Linked DNA regions of Mus musculus: region 1 is linked to region 2. The links are chromatin contacts, called in public promoter capture Hi-C maps. All regions are on one chromosome and are shown on one strand. Each heading gives the region's core, a stretch centred on a gene start, on an enhancer-like site or on the middle of the called end of the contact. The rest is flanking DNA. Distances are from core to core; before and after follow the strand shown.

Region 1 (2,890 bases), core at 55-2,554, 52 kb after region 2:
GCTTGGCTTCAAAGGAAGTGAGAAGTAGATGGTGATGAATATTTTCAGTGATGATTTAGTCGAAAACTCAGCCTCTACCAGGCGTATCCAACCTTTTGATATTGTGACATGATTGTCTTCCACAAAGTTCACTATTTAGATTTTAAAAATAACCGCCAAAACAGGTCTCATATTTAAGTTCCTTGGCTTGAATGTGGTTGGACATGCCCTTCCTAACCTCTCTCTCCTGATCAGAACCGGTAAGACACTAACTCAAAAGATACATCAATACTAGCGATGATCTGGCTCTGGAGAGGCTGGAGATTTCGAGCCCTGATTACGAAGTTAGGTATTTAACAGAAAGATTCGACAACAGCCCTTCCTAATCACAGCCACGTAGAGGGATGCAGGAAGTGTGAGGTCGTTCGCTCGCACATCCTCTCTCCAGAACCTCTCCCATCAGGCTGGGTGGCCAGGTGGCTCTGAAATAACCTTTAGGAGCAGAAGGTAGGTCCGGAGGCGGGCAAAGTTAAAGGGAGTGAGCGGCTGAATTGTTCCCTGCTAGAGAGGGCGGACGTGCCTGCAGACCTGGAGCGAAAGGCTCTAGGATCCCATTGGGAATCTTCGGCCACCTCCGGTGAGTTTCGGCTCTTTCCGTCAGTTCCCGCTCGGCTCGTCACTTAGGGGCACGCTGGCGCCCACTCCTAGCCCGGCCGCTTTAGGTCGCCTTTCCCGCACGCGGACGCGAGTACGCGCCCTGCTCGTCTCGCCGCCGTTCCTTCCCGTTTGGCCCCTGACCCGCTCCTTCAACCCCTCAGTGAATTAATTCCCCGTCTCCCGCAACTCAGGCGCGCGAACCCCGCGCGAAGGGAGAGCGCCTGAGAGGAGCGGTAACCCGGCCGCGCGCCCCGGTCCCCTCGGCTCCGGTCTCCCGCGTGCGGCGCATCGGGGTCGCGCCGGCGCGAGCGCGCGCCCTGCGCTCCGGCTGGCGGGGGGCGCATGCACGAGTACGAGCGCGCGCGCACGCGCGGGCTCCGAGGCGGGGCGAGAGGGGCGAGCGGCGGCGCGAGTGCGGGCGGACGAGGGTCGCTGTGGATCCGCGGGCACTCCGGCCCCAGCCGCGCCTGCGAGGCTCTGCCGGCCGCCCGGCGGACGAGGGACGCGGGGAAGGCGGCGGTGGGGGCGGGGCGGCTCGGCGTCGGGCCTCGGGCGAGCTGGGGGAGGAGCGCGGCAGCGACGGCGGCGGCTCCCGAGGACGAGGGCGAGGAGGAGGCGGAGGCTCTTCTTTCCTCATCCCAGACCCGGGAGCGTCCGGAACGCAGAGCCCGGAACTGGGGGGACGCGGCGGCTGCAGGGAGCCCGGGCTAGGTAAGGCTGGGGGTGTTGGGTGAAGTGGGTGGCGGGGGCGAGAGGGGCCGGAGGTGGAGGGAGGGCTCGAGGAAGGGGAAAGAGGGAAGGGGCAGTTGTTGGGGGTTGGGGTACCGAGAGGAGGGGGACCGGGAGCCCTTTGGTTCCCGCAGTGTGGAGAGGGCCGCGGGTTTCTGGGGTTAAAGGGGCGAGCGAAGCACACGGGTCCGAGTTGGGGAGTTTCCAGAGGATAGGCCGGAGAAACAATGGAGTGAGGGGGACTCTGGCGAGAGCGTGTGTGCGGTCCTAGATTTCAGAAACTACGTGCGGGATCGGAAAGAATGAAATAATGGGTCGATTGAAATGTGAAGTACGGCGAGATGGGCATGTGTAAAGTCTTCTGCATTGTGTCAGGACGCAAGTGCCATCATGGGACTTAAAGGGTAGAAGGACAATTTCGGAATTTGAGAGGAAACCGGACTAGAAAAGGCAAAGAGAGGCAAAGAAATACGAGTTTGGTTTTGAATTAAACCAGAGCCTAGGATAGAGGTGCACTAGAGGGTCTTCGTCTCCTAATTCATCCAAGATGATTCTATTTTTTTTTTTTTTTAGGGAGTGGGTTAGTCTTGGCCCCTTGCTAAGGCATGCAAGCCCTTCTCCCAGTAATTTTATTATTATTATTTATAGTTCATTTTGTTGTAAGGCAAAACTGTAATATTTATTCTCGATCAGCTCAGCAGACTACTGTATATAATTTCTCCGTATTTATTGAAGCAAGAGAGAACACACTGCCGGCAGTACTCTACCATGAGCGAGGTCAGCGATACTGCGGAGTTGAAGATGTTTGGTTTGAAAAGTAATGAATAACTGTGATTTTTTTTTTCTTTTTAAATTTAAGTTGTCTGTCCTTTGTTGGAATTTTTGTTTCCCATTGAGAAATGTTCCGGCTTGAAAAAAAAATGTTCATAAACCTTCTAATTCTGGTTTTGTGCTTGGGGGAAGAGAGTTTCGGTTTTTTGTTTTTAGAAATTGTTCAGGGATGCTGATTCCTAGTGGTCAAACTGCCTCCACATTCTCGTATTTTTGAGTTAAGGTGGTTTGGGAGTCCTGTGAATAAGTATTTCAGGGTTATGGACTTTGCATTCCACCCCCCCCCCCAGACTCCCCCCTTGGGGGTGGTCTTAGTCTTTATCAGTAACCTAGGCTGGCTTGTGACCTATTGTGTAACCCCAGTTAGCCTTTGAAGTAAAGTTCTTTTGCCTCAGACTCCCAGCTGCTGGGATTACAGCTGTGAGGCTGGGCCTGTATCTTCTTTATACTTTAATTTCCAGGCCAAATTTGATACAGCACTGACTGGAAGATCACTGATTCTGAAGCTATTATTATCATTATGCATTCATAGATGTGTGCGTTAAGCTTTTCATTGGTGAGACGTGAAGTTTTGCTGACTCATCTAAACTAAAATTTCTGGGCAGTCATCCGTTTATAGTTTTCAGCTGTGTTTCTGATAGCGGGCAGCATTAGGCCACCTTCTAAATATCAAAAAAAATCATGACCTAAAATG
Region 2 (2,887 bases), core at 198-2,697:
CAGTGACAGTGTACTCACATACTTAAAATAAATAAATCTTTTTAAAAAAAATGTTGGGGGACTGCAGAGATGGCTCAGAGGTTAAGAGCACCGACTGCTCTTCCGAAGGTCCTGAGTTCAAATCCCAGCAACCACATGGTGGCTCACAACCATCCTTAATGAGATCTGACTCCCTCTTCTGGAGTGTCTGAAGACAGCTACAGTGTACTTACATATAATAAAAATAAATTGTTTAACTAAAAGCATATATATTTAAAATAAAACGACTCAAGGGGTTGGGCAAGGAAATTATTTGGAAGACAATCGCTTTTAAAACCAAGCTGAGGGCTGGCGAGATGGCTCAGCGGTTAAGAGCACTGACTGCTCTTCCAAACGTCCTGAGTTCAAATCCCAGCAACCACATGGTGGCTCACAACCATCCGTAATGAGATCTGACGCCCTCTTCTGGTGCATCTGAAGACAGCTACAGTGTACTAATGAATAATAATAAATAAATCTTTTAAAAAAATAAAATAAAACCAAGCTGACTGTCTCTGTGTGCTCTGTTTCATCTGGCTAAACAGCTGAATAGATGCTCAAAGGTATAAAATCCGTAGGTGTGAAAAGAAGTGGCATATGGAAGGGGAGATCCGGAAGCACGCCTATGTTCCTGGCTTGCTGGTCAGCACCCTTTAAACTATGCAGGGAGTGTGCAATCCGAGCTTCCTGAAGCAGGAAGCTGCGAGTTTGAGGCCACTCTCAGGTGGGGTGGGGTGAGACATTGCCCACCCCCATCTCCATCATCTGGCAGCCTCACAGTTGCCTGCCAGTAAGGAGCAGGTGAGCCCTCTCATCCAGACCGGTGGAAGGAAACCTGAAGATGCAGAGATCTCCCCACCCAGGAGGAGCCCTTCAATTCTGATTAACAGAGCTCCAGCCACCCTGGGCCTGACCACATCCCACCAGGGTGTGAGGTCCGAGTGGACACAGGATTTCTTGGCTCCTCGTTCTCGTTGGGCTCCAACAGTTCAGGTACCTCCAGCCCTCTCACCCATTAGGCTCCTATCTCCTGCAAGAAGTGCCCATGGTTCCCAAAACCCGGCCGTGCACTACGTTCAGAGTGTGGTCAACAGTGGTCTCGATGGCCAATCTTTCCCACAATTCCGCGGTCTTCATGAGGGGCCAGCCCTCGGTTGGCTCCAGCTCTCGCGAGAGTACGGTAATGCCCGTTGCAGTCCAGACTGGCCTTCCCGGGCTTCAGAACAGCATCCTCCCTGGCTTTCCGCCCCCATCCTGCCACTCGCGCTCCGTCCTCGGATTGGCCGAGAGAGCTGGTCAGTTGTTCTCCCATCAAGAAAACGTTTCGGCGACTAGTCCTTCTCTGGCCCCGCCTTCGGAGCCTGCGGATTGGGTGGCTCCGTGTGACGTCACGACCCTCCGAGTCACCGGGTACCAGCCAATCAGGAGCTTGGCGTATTTTACAAACCGGGGAAGCAGCAGCAGCCGCAAGCAGAAGCAGAAGCAGAAACCCAAGAAATCGGCGAAAAACCCGAGGAAGTAGAGGTGACCCGGAGGGCCTCCTGGAATGGTGCGGCACGAGGATCTTAGAGGGGAGTCCTGCCGAGGTTCCTAGGGAGGAGAGCAGTTTGGAGCTCCGGGGCGAGATAGCAGACTTAGGGTTTCTGGAAGAGTTGCCAGGAGAGCGGCCTTGCTGCCGGTGCGGGCTTCTAGGCACATGGATTGGGACCAAGGGGAAAGAATCAGGGATATCAGCACCCATGCTTTGAGAAGTGATTTGCTTTGGTCCTCAGTCCTGTCTACCTTCTTCTCTCATCTCCATTATAGCCGCCATGACTACCCTCCAAACCAATAAGGATCCCCATCTCCGAGGTGTATCTCCCAACCCTAGCAAGATTCCAGTACTCTCCCAAAGATGCCAAGATTTTTCCTCAGTCAAGTCGCGCTCTCTGGACCAGGAGAACCAAGATCCGAGGGTAGGAGGGGCTGGACACAAGGAGGCACCTCGAGTCAGCAATGCACCCCCACCCCCCATCCCCACCCCACCCCCGCACTGAATCCCAGCTTTTTCCCCCTTCCCCCTAGACACCAGCACAGAAACCACCGCGCAGTACTCAACGTCAACGTCCACTCACTGACACGGCAGGCCTCAGATCGAAAACCTTGCACCAGACTGAAAAATCACCAAGCTTGAAGACCCTGCGGAACCCTCTGGAGGAACTCAAGCCTAGCTCTGGGGGATCAAATGTGGGGCTTGTGACCCATCCCCAGACAGGTACCTGTTCCAGACCTGGGGGCAGCCTACTTGGCTGAGTGAGAATGGGAGACCCAAAGTGGAGGTCTTGCATACTGCAAGAGACCTGGGTTTTGTCCAGAAACCTCTTTGCTCTGAGAAACCATCACTTTCAGCAAAATGCCATCTTTTGCCTGGCATGGTGGTTCATGCCTCTAATCCCAGCACTTTAGGAGGCAGAGGCAAGTGGTCTCTGTGAATTGGACACCTTTTACCTATTGAACTCCAGGCCTAAACAATTATATTGTATCTAAAAAAAAAAAGACATCTTCTGGGCCTTTTTAGCAACCCTGGGCAAGACAGTCACAGTCATTTGCTCATTGTTATGCTGAGTCTTTATAATCTGTCCATACTTCAGCTTTAATTCTTCCTTTTCAACAATAAATATATATATATATTAAAGATTTATTTATTTATTATATGTAAGTACACTGTAGCTGTCTTCAGACACTCCAGAAGAGGGAGTCAGATCTTGTTCCAGATGGTTGTGAGCTACCATGTGGTTGCTGGGATTTGAACTCCGGACCTTCGGAAGAGCAGTCGGGTGCTCTTAACCACTGAGCCATCTCACCAGCCCATAAATATATATTTTAAAGA

Evidence for each region. Capture Hi-C pulls out chosen DNA fragments and counts their contacts.
Region 1: a promoter capture Hi-C map of adipose tissue shows a contact between it and region 2. The contact joins the promoter of Spats2 here to the promoter of Troap in region 2. A contact is called at or near these places in 6 of 39 promoter capture datasets (the HPC-7 cell line, liver, macrophages and 2 more), 3 of 15 datasets of contacts at CTCF or cohesin (CD8 T cells, the NIH/3T3 cell line and liver), 7 of 484 Hi-C or Micro-C datasets (the HL-1 cell line, embryonic stem cells, liver and 2 more), 16 of 115 datasets of contacts at active chromatin or transcription factors (the 230-238 cell line, the SCID.adh cell line, T-cell acute lymphoblastic leukemia and 10 more) and 4 of 9 other capture datasets (adipose tissue, liver, macrophages and 1 more).

The regions. Positions count from the first base shown.
Region 1 is chr15:99,125,541-99,128,430 of GRCm38.p6, forward strand. Spats2 (spermatogenesis associated, serine-rich 2) reads left to right here and starts at 1,305. Exons shown (of 13, transcript NM_139140.1): 1 at 1,305-1,347.
Region 2 is chr15:99,073,526-99,076,412 of GRCm38.p6, forward strand. It overlaps Troap (trophinin associated protein), which reads left to right and starts at 1,448. Exons shown (of 14, transcript NM_030159.1): 1 at 1,448-1,567; 2 at 1,825-1,973; 3 at 2,083-2,272. The coding sequence starts at 1,830. It overlaps Gm34284 (predicted gene, 34284), which reads right to left and starts at 1,144. Exons shown (of 3, transcript NR_155351.1): 1 at 1,031-1,144.